Linked DNA regions of Danio rerio: region 1 is linked to region 2. Evidence: chromatin contacts called from public HiChIP or PLAC-seq data. All regions are on one chromosome and are shown on one strand. The core of a region is the stretch at or near the end of the contact, and the rest is flanking DNA. Distances in the headings are between cores, read along the strand shown.

Evidence for each region. HiChIP or PLAC-seq counts read pairs in DNA pulled down with a chosen protein or histone mark.
Region 1: a contact with region 2 is called in an H3K4me3 HiChIP or PLAC-seq map of gastrula embryo, with 4 times the contacts expected there. The contact joins the promoter of LOC110439932 here to the promoter of agfg2 in region 2. A contact is called at or near these places in 1 of 18 Hi-C or Micro-C datasets (caudal fin) and 2 of 4 datasets of contacts at active chromatin or transcription factors (embryo and gastrula embryo).

Annotation. Positions count from the first base shown.
Region 1 is chr7:20,216,330-20,221,614 of GRCz12tu, reverse strand. It overlaps LOC110439932, which reads left to right and starts at 2,171. Exons shown (of 3, transcript XM_021477767.3): 1 at 2,171-2,223; 2 at 2,320-2,378; 3 at 2,539-5,285. The coding sequence starts at 2,201. It overlaps si:ch73-335l21.4, which reads left to right. Exons shown (of 2, transcript NM_001386727.1): 1 at 1-336; 2 at 655-1,301. The coding sequence ends at 716.
Region 2 is chr7:20,086,729-20,091,769 of GRCz12tu, reverse strand. It overlaps agfg2 (ArfGAP with FG repeats 2), which reads right to left and starts at 1,477. Exons shown (of 8, transcript NM_001030238.1): 1 at 944-1,477; 2 at 303-396. The coding sequence starts at 1,110. It also overlaps a transcript of acap1 not described here.

The sequences.
Region 1 (5,285 bases), core at 922-3,421, 130 kb before region 2:
TGACCATCGGCCGGTCTGCGGAGACTCACGAGCCCCGGATAGTGTGTCCACTGTGCCGACACTCCACGGAGATGCCGGAGGCGAGAATCAAAGACAACCTGCCGGTAGACGAGGACATTTTTGAGCGACTTGTAACCGCGGGAAGCTCTCAGGAATGTGAGGATGATGATGATGATGATGAAAACGCAGAGGAACAACATCAAGACGTCCCTTCTCCAGCCGGAGTTCCCTGTCTAGCCAGAGAGGACGTTTCCCCACCACCACGAACCCGAAAGGGACACCTGGTGAAGTGCTTAAAAAAAGTGTGGAAAAAAGTTGTCGGAGACGGGAACATAAGTGAGTATTTCACCTCGATAACCTGCTATAGGTGTCTTTTAATGTGCTTAAGGGTATATCTCACACAAAAATGAAAATCATTTACTCAGCCTCCTTCACTTGTGCCAAAATATTTTGTATTTCTTTCTTGAACATATTTAAAAGAAGGCTGAAAACCTGTAAACATTAATGACTTCCAATGGCTACAGGTTTTCAGCGTTTATCAAAATATACTTTTATCGTTTAGCAGGTGAATTTTTGGGTTAACTTGTCAATTTAGTACTTGAATTGAGTGCATCAAGAACTAATTGTCATGTGTTTTTGTTTTGTTTTTTTCAGATTGTACTATAAGTGATGCAGACTTGAGGGACCTGGCGGTTATGTCCTGCTACATGATGTGAATGACAATTTCAAGTTGCTGACCGACTCTAGTGCTGTCCTCAGACACTCATTACTGCACATTCCCAATTCACCTCTGAAAGGGAAGCTGTGGACCGCATGTTTGCACAATGTATAGTGGGACTGTCAGTGCCTTTCGGGCACATGAGGGCTGTTTGTAGCTGGGTGTGACTCGTCACCATAACAGACATGTGAGGTTGTTGCAAAACAACCCATAAACACAGCAACAGCACATGTTAAAATCATTTTTGGCTGAAATGAACCACACTGCCAGTAGACGTGTTTGTGGTGCTCTTTTTGCTGTTACAAAATCCTGGAACACATTCCCAATGACTTTTCTGTCTTGAAATGTAAAATATTCTAATTCATTGTTATGAAATGTTGTATTTATTGTATCTTTTAATTTGTTTAATTAAGGAGTTTTTCAGTATTACATTTGTATCAAATGATTGTGCCTAAATTATGTGTCATTTTTAAACTCGTTTCATGATCACAAATGATTTTTTAATATTAGATTTTTATAAAGTTAAAATATTGAATTACTGTATAATGCTACATTTGTACCAAATAAATATTTTTAAACTACATATACAAGTTTACCGTGTGTGTGTATAAATAATTTTATATTAGTTACTTAATTCATTCATTTTCTTTTCGACTGAGTCTCTTTATTTATCTGGGGTCACCACAGCGGAATAAACCATCAACTTATCCAACACGTTTTACACCGCAAATGTCCAGCTGCAACTCAACACCCATACACTCTTTCATTCACACACATACACTACGGCCAATTTAGCTTTTTCAATTCACCTGTACCGCATGTCTTTGTCAAGTGAAACAGGAGCAACCCACGCAAACACGAGGAGAACATGCAAACTACACACAGAAATGCCAACTGATCCAGCATGGGCTTGAATCAGCGACCTTCATGCTGTGAGGCAATTGTGCTACCCACTGCGCTACCATGATGCCTTATTTAATTATAAATAGTTATATATTTTACTCCACATGCCGATAAATGTAAAAGTGATATCCTGTTCCCATGAATCTAAACACTCTTGTTTGGTTGTCAGGTTCTCATACACCTCTATAAACCGAACACATGCTCGTGCATAAACTCCATTTTCTTGTAGTAAAAAACAGGGTCTGGTACACAAAAACAACCATAGTATATATTTGAAATATTATTGCACATAAAGTGCATTTTCAAAAGTTTACCATCTCCATAAGCGGTTTTTGTCATGTAAATGAACAGCTGTTAAAAAGTGCTCATTTTTATTTGACGCTGTGCAAATGTACACAACTGAAATCAATAAAAATAAGCATATGGGCAATTCTGCATGCACTTAGCTCTAAATGCATTCAGGTGGGCCTCATTATGATGAACAAAGTTGATCAACAATGTCAGTGTTTCAGGTAAGGCCACATTAATAGGGTCATTTTGAGCAGGTGTGACAAAAACTTGCACTATAGAGCTTTAAACATGTCTCATCATTGCTTTCTGAGGTAAGCATTTACATTCCATTTCAGTGTAACAGTTTATAGAGGTTTGGTTCTGTTGTTATGTAAGTAAAATCTTAAAATGAACCTGTTTTTATACAGATTGCTGTTGGTTTGTTTGACTCACTCTGTTGTTGGGTGTTTTCCTGGACTGTCTTTTGGTAAGATGTGGTTACAAGTATTATTGGAATAATTTGTTGCGTCAAATCAAGTATTTTTGTGTAAAGTATGAACTAAAGTGTCAAATTAAAACTGATAGGAATATTTATTTTATAATATTGATAACTAAATGTATTGTTGGTTTATTGCCAATCCATTTAGGAGACATCGCTGGAAATGAACCAAAGATCAAATTGCAAGCACTGGAAGTTTTCAACATTGCTGATTCTTCCATCCAAAAGCCAATAAAAGGCACTCTACTAAACAATTTAGTACAGTTTAACAGCAAATATCAGTGGCCCAGAGTCAACTCAGCCCCATACAGTCAGAAAAGCGATGGCAATGCCAAAAACCCAAGCTTTAGACTTACTGAACCAAAAGATCCTGCATATGTTATGAATTACCAAAATAAGATCTTGTCCAGCAGCAGAAATAATCCTGTTGATTTGTCTAGCGTCAAATATAATAAAGGACATGATGCCAAAACAAGCTATGCTTTCCAAACAGTCCAACAGGAACTCAATCCCTTCACAGGGAGCCAATGGAGCTCTAGTGATACAAATCTGGGCTTAAGGCTGGTGAAGATAGAAGGTCCGGTGGACAGAATGCATGCAGGAAATGTGTATAGATCTGAGACATTTGGATATCAGCCTATTTCTAAATCAGAAATGCATTCAGGCAGTCAACAACCATTACGACTCAATGAACCCTATTTGAGGGAAGATATCTCCGTCCAACCAGCACATGCTGAAAGAATCTCATCTAATTACATGTCCAGAAGCTCCAATGCAAACCATAATATGAGGTTCAAAAGTGATGCAAATGCCATGTTTGATCAATCCAATCAAAATGGGCCGAGGAGGGTCATGCCAATTATAGAAGATTTATCTTTTCTAGAAGCAAATCAACAAGTGCACAAATCATCGCCACATGTTTTTTCTGCTGGGACTGCAGCCCTTTCTCAAACTTCCCTGGGGAATGTGAGAGATTCATCTCTTTCTAAGATTCCCACAGTTCCAAGACTAATACCTTTAGTTGCAAAAAGGCCAAATTCAAATAGAGGTGACCTAATCTTTCCTTTAAAAAAACTTGTGATGTTTTCCTCTGAGCCTGATCAGATGAAGCATTCAGATTCTAGAAGGGTCACCATTCCACAAGCAAATCCACAAAACAGCTTAGAGTATGGAAATACGAAGTCTTATACAAACAGCTACACCCTAAAGGACATTCAATTGACTTCTGCGCAAAATGGTTACCAAAACATTGGACAAAGTTATCAGGATGTTGAACCTATTCAAACACGTCACACTCAGAAGTATGATGAAGTGGCTTCAGGTTTATCTGTTGACATCCCGTCAACAACCAATGGTGTCCTTTCTTACAAACAATTTCTGTCAGATGAGAATAACATCCGAAGCCAGCTTTCTGCATTATCTAAACCATCAATGCAAGGCACGTATTTGACCTCCCAAATACAGTTTCCAAAGAACACTGTGTTATTTTTGGAACGTGATAAGAGTGTTAATCTACCAGACATCACAAATGATTCACTAATGAAGACAAGTCAGCATAGCACGCGGCATAGGACGGATCTGAATCCTTCAGGCCAAAGTATAACCCATTCGTTATTTGTTAAAAAGTTTCCGGTGCCAAGTCTCGTGCCAGGCAACACTATAAAGAGTGCTTACAGTGTTAGTCCATCCGCGTCTGGCACATATAAAGATTCAGCTGTATCCACAGATCAAAACCATCCATACTATATATCTCCTAAAAAGCCATATGCTTTTAAAGGTTTTGTCCCAACATCTCTACAAAAATCCAAAGTGCACTTTGAACAGAAACCTATCACAAACTCTTTATTGAATATGCAATATGTTGCTGCTCATCCAAGTACCATTCAAGAGCCCTTAATTTCTGACCAGTTTAAAAAAATGCTTTTCCAGTTTGAGGACTTCAAAACAAGCCAAGACAAACAACCAGATCCTGATCTGACAGACTCCTTTAATAACAGACTACAGCTCTCCTTTAAAGAGGGTGGAAGTAACATGAAGTATGATGTTCAAGGTCAAGCTGAAGCCAGGAGTGGCACTGAATCTTCAAATAATGGAGCAGCTTTTCTGCAAAAACACCTTAAAAAGGCATACAAGGAATTACCACTTGAGGAAGTTCAGTCAGAAACATCCAAGAGGTGGACTTCAGCCTTACACAACCTAAGTCAAATGCCAAAAGTGGGATCCTCCATCAGCAGGTTTGTTGGTTCTAATGCACACTTCTCAACCACTAAATTTTCCAACAATCATGAGAATCCTAAATCAGAGATTATTCAACCAATTTACAAGACTCCTCTTATTAACAAAGCAGTTGCTGTTGTCCATCCAATTCACATGTATAAATACAAGGAACCGGAAGCTCCATTAAATTCAGCTAAGGAAATTCTGGGGAATAGAAACCCAGCTGAAGTAACCCAATCAGATATTAGTGAAAATGCCATGAGATCAAGTCCGACAAGTAGTGTTGTGATTGGGAAGCTGGTTGAAGTTACAGAAAAAGGAAAAGGATCTGGAGAAAATTCATACTTTCAAAATTCTTATTCAGCGCCATTTACTCAATCTACATCATACAGATCTACTCATCTAAAGAGTCACAAAGTGAATAGATTTTCCACTATATACAGATCTACTATTAAACAGTTTGACCCGATAAATGAAACAAACATTGACTTCTATGCTATTGACGCATCCCAGTCATCAAGTCCCACAAGCAGCTTTGTAATCGGACGGTTAATCAATACCTTTAACAATGCCTCCACCAAAACAAATCCCAAAGCATCTTCAACAAAAACGGCTCTGAACAGTTTTAAGCCATTTCGATTTTCAGATATAGCTGGTAGTGCTTCTTTCACTAATGCT
Region 2 (5,041 bases), core at 228-2,727:
CCTCCAGGATAGTCACTAAATATCCCTCAAAACACTGAAAACGTGGACATTTTATTAATAAATTAGATGCCATTTAAATACATTCATACATTTGATTCACTGAAGCATATATGACCAAACTACTATCGAAAAAGTTGACCCCGCTTGCATGGTCAAAGTATAATTCTCACACTGAGAATAGACATTTACCCTAACTTGCTCTTTGAACCTTGGAAATGAGAAAAGGGTTCATATTGAAGATTTGTTTTCAGTCTTTGACCACCAAGCGGTCTGACTTGTGCACTAGTAAACCTGCCACTCACCTCATTGCCATGGTTTTGCAAAAACTCCACTTCCTGTTGGGAGAAGGTTGTCATGGAAATAGACTTAACTCTGTGGGGTGGGTTGAGTCCTCTCCTGAAACACAAATAAACAGCACAAACTGCGTGGTGAACACAAAACAGAGATGAGGGCTTGCCTTCATTTTTAACATCGATAGGGTGGGATGTGACAGGGCTGTGAAAATGAGAGCCTGCAAGAACCTCTTGCAGTAACAAATGACAAAACCGTAAAGGAAGCGGGCTGCGTTTGTTTTTTTCTTCAGTGCACAGTGAAGAACTAGCAAGATGTGTTTGTTCGTATACAGTAAGTGCAGTTGCAGACTGAAACTGAGGTGGAATCACACCATTCCTTTGCCCACATGCAGAAAACACGTTTATATTGATGGCAAACCTGAAATCATGACGAAATGATACGTAACGCAGGCGAGACCGGGGCACGCCTGAAAACGACAAAGTAGTAATTACGGACTGTGTTCATGAATGTAAACACAACCAGAGATCTGTAACTGCGCTGCATCTGCATATTTCCTGAAGGTTCAGTTCAGAGTTTGAGGAATAACAACATTAATACAAATCTGTTTGTAATCACTAATAATCACATGCACTTGGGTATTATAACTCACAACATTCCGGAGCATGACGTGCACACGAAGCACCCCACGGTGATGTCGATGTAAGTCACCCCGGGTTGGTTGCACTCGAAGCAGTGCTTGTTCACTCCCGTCTGGGCGAGCTCGCGGACCTTGCGGGCGCAGATCTCCTGGTTGTCCCGGTGTTTTCGGTTCGACATGCTGCTGGTGCCCTGCAGTCGCACACACCCCCTGGCCCTCGAGACTGTTGTGGGGGAGCCGTTCACTCGCCCACCGTTGCACTTTAATTCCCCCGCCGTAGTCCGTCTCTCACGCCCGCATTCTGAGCACGGCTATGCGGCTGCAGCTCTTCTTCTTGTATGGTGCCAAAATCAAGCGTCCGATCGACCGGCCATACACTTGAATTGACAAGAAACGAATCTCACATGCGTGCGTAGCCTCCGTGGTCACGACTGGCCGATCCGCCTGGAGTTTTACAACCGCCCCGTTTATTTATTCATTGCTGCGGTTTTTCTCCTGTGGGCGCAAAAAAATCGGATTCTCACGAGCGCGGGATCATTATTCTTCCTCGCTCTGCCAGTTTCTCTCTCTGTTCTGTTCGCACTGTACCAAGCGCAGTCTGCTGTTGCGCACCCGCGTTTCCTTCACTGATCCTGGGGAGATAGCGAACAGAAACCAAGACGAGGACGGAGGCAACTTAAGAGCCCACTGCCCCTGAAAGCGGGATAAGCAGGGACTAATCTGCTTAACAATATTTTGTTTATGGTGGTGGTGTGGTCATTATTTTATGCTTATTTATGTCCAGTGTTTCCCAGCAACGTGAGATTTTTATCTTGGACGCGAGTAGATTTTTTTATCACGCCCTTCTGTATGACGTTTGAAATAAAAAATTCTGTCCTCTGTGTGTTTATTAACTCTTTACTGTTGGAGTGGGCTTCACAAATCAATGCGAGAAGTCCCAATTGTGCTGTGACTGGAAAATAAGATAAATGCTGTAATCTCAAACACTTGAAGAATGTTAAGTGAGCGGTCCTGCTGTTAGCACATTCTTGAGTTAGATGACCATGTATCACCACCAGTTTACACTGATGTAATGTTGGCCTGGTTCCTGCTCTTGCAGTGAGTTAAAACACAGCATGCGTTTAATGCATCGGCGACTACCTACCAGCAGAGGTAGCAGTTTCGCCGAACATATGATTTATTTAGCAGTAAGTGTTTTTAAAGGGATAGTTCACCCACAAACGAACATTCCATTATTATTTACTCACCCGTCACTTGTGCCAAACCTGTTTGAGCTTATTTGTTTGGTTGAACACAAAAGAAGATATACTGAAGAATTTGACCATTGACTTCCATTGTATTTCTTGTTCCTATACAGTGCATGTTGAGTGAATCCAACCTGGTTTCAACAGAAGAAAGAACAACACTTGAGTGCAAGTAAGTTATGAGGAAATTTTCAGTTTTGGAAGAAAAATTAGTTAAAATGTTGTGCTTATTTGTAATCTTTCCACTTTATTTTTCGAGATGCAAAATCCCTTTAAGGCAAATCATTTAACTCGGCATTCATCTTTGAAACGCCTCTCGGGCAGTATGCTGAGACATTCTGTCTGATATGGGAAACATCAAATTCTCCAAAACTACTTGCCAAACGTATAAGGTATATGTAGGTATATGTTACGAAGTACTAGGGCCAGACAGAATCTGCGGACGTCTTTTGCTATTTATGTGGATAGTTTTGTTAAAAAACTGTGAATTTCTGCGGAATAATTTTGGAAGTATCATAACTAAAACCTTAATATGTGAAATAAAAATATATTTTTTTTACTTTTATTTAATGTTTAAAATGCAAATCCAGTTAGATTCACATGATTTGGTAAACAAAGGAAGTCTCATAATATATCTACTAAAAGACAGAAAATATTACTTTATAAACTGCATTGTACATGAATCAGATGAACATTTTCATAATAGTCATTATTATTACTGTAATTAATTTAAAAACTGAATAAAATAAGTTTTGGGTGAAGCAGTGGCGCAGGAGGTAGTGCTGTCGCCTCACAGCAAAAAGGTCGCTGGTTCGAACCTCGGCTCAGTTGGCGTTTCTGTGTGGAGTTTGCATGTTCTCCCTGCGTTCGCGTGGGTTTCCTCCGGGTGCTCTGGTTTCCTCCACAGTCCAAAGACATGCGGTACAGGTGAATTGGGTAGGCCAAATTGTCTGTAGTGTATGAGTGTGTGTGTGAATGTGTGTGTGATGTTTCCCAGAGATGGGTTGTGGCTGGAAGGGCATCCGCTGCGTAAAAACTTTCTGGATAAGTTGGCGGTTCATTCCGCTGTGGCGACCCCAGATTAATAAAGGGACTAAGCCGACAAGAAAATGAATGAATGATAAAATAGGTTTACACACATTTACTCAAGTAAATAAACAGCATTAATGATGGGCTAAAAATATGCGGAATTCTACGTGCGCAGATTTCGTGTGGGCCTACGAATAACCAATACATTTAAACAACAACTGTCTATTTAGTTTTTTTCTAAATGTTCGTATCACACAAAATCTGCAGAAACTCACGTCTGGTTAAAGCCCCTCCCCTGGAGAATTGTCATTCTATAGCAATCGCTGATTGGCTCCTATACTAAAAGGCGGGCTTCAATTACCATATAGCAATCACTGATTGGCTCCTGTACTAGAAGGCGGGGCTTCATTCGTCATATTGTTAGACTTTTCCCCATTCAAAAGTATACGAGAGACATGTCTTGTGTATTATATAGTCTTTGGTAGATGTTAGGAGAGAAAGCTCGTTTCTGGTGTCCAGAACGCTCCCAAACTTTTCTTTGTTGCTTAGCCAGAAAATCTTTCTTTAAGCAAATAGATCTTTTTCTTCAGGTTAGGGGAACGTTTTCACTCTGTTAACAATTTGCTGTAGAATCTACAGTAACTTACCAACAGCAGTTTGCCAGTAACTTACTGTAAATTAGCAAGAATACTGTATTTACATGTACAGCACCACTTATCTTTCAATTGGTGTATTTACAGTATTGTATTTCATTACTGTAAAATATACAGTAAATTTCAAAATGCAACTTTAAAATACAGTAGCATACTGCATATCTGTCCAGTAAAATATATCATTTACAAAAATAGTTAACAGTGCATAGTTTTCTATTTACACATAAAAAAATGACCGGCTAAATTGTTGCAAACAATGTATAAATGTTGCATTTAAACAAACAAGTTAAATTTAGTAATGTTCAACTTAATTTGTTTGCTTAAATTCAGCCCAAATAAGGTGTTTACAACCACTTAACTTAAAAAAAAAAATTGTAAATCCAAGGAATAATTTTTTAATCTTTTTTTCAGCAGTTGTTATAAAAAGTGCAATGCTCTGGGAAGTTTATTTTTTGTTACTGAACAAGAACCTACAGAGTTCCCAGAATATTCTTATGTGGTTCCCAAAGAATAACCAAATTGAACTATTAGAGGGATGTTCTGTGTGTTTTGGCTTATTTGTGAATGTATAAAACTTCTGATGTGCTTTGAGGGAAATTTATTTATTCATTCATTCAATCCTTATTTTTCTTTTCGGCTTAGTCCCTTTGTTAATCTGGGGTCGCCACAGCGGAATGATCTGCTAACTTATCCAGTACATGTTTTTTATGCAGCGGATGCTCTTCCAGCTGCAACCCATCTCTGGGAAACACCTATACACTCTCATTCACACACATTCACTAAAGAAAATGTAGCCTACCCAATTCACGTGTACCGCATGTCTTTGGATTGTGGGGGAAACCGGAGCACCCGGAGGAAACCTTCACAAACACAGGGATAACATACAAACTCCACACAGAAACTCCAACTGACCCAGCCGAGGCTCGAACCAGTGACCTTCTTGCAGTGATGTGACAATACTACCTACTGCGCCACTGCGTCGTCCCTTGAAGGAAATTATAAGGGAATAAAAAAAGTGTTTGAGTAAAAGGAGTCATTGAAATTGAGACAATATTGAAAATATGATGGGAATTCCAGTTCCTAATCTCAAGCAGCACAATAAACTGTTTTGTATGGCAAAGAATGACTGAAAGTGGATGACATGGGACCCAACAATTTCAGTTTACAAAAGAGACACGCCCAGG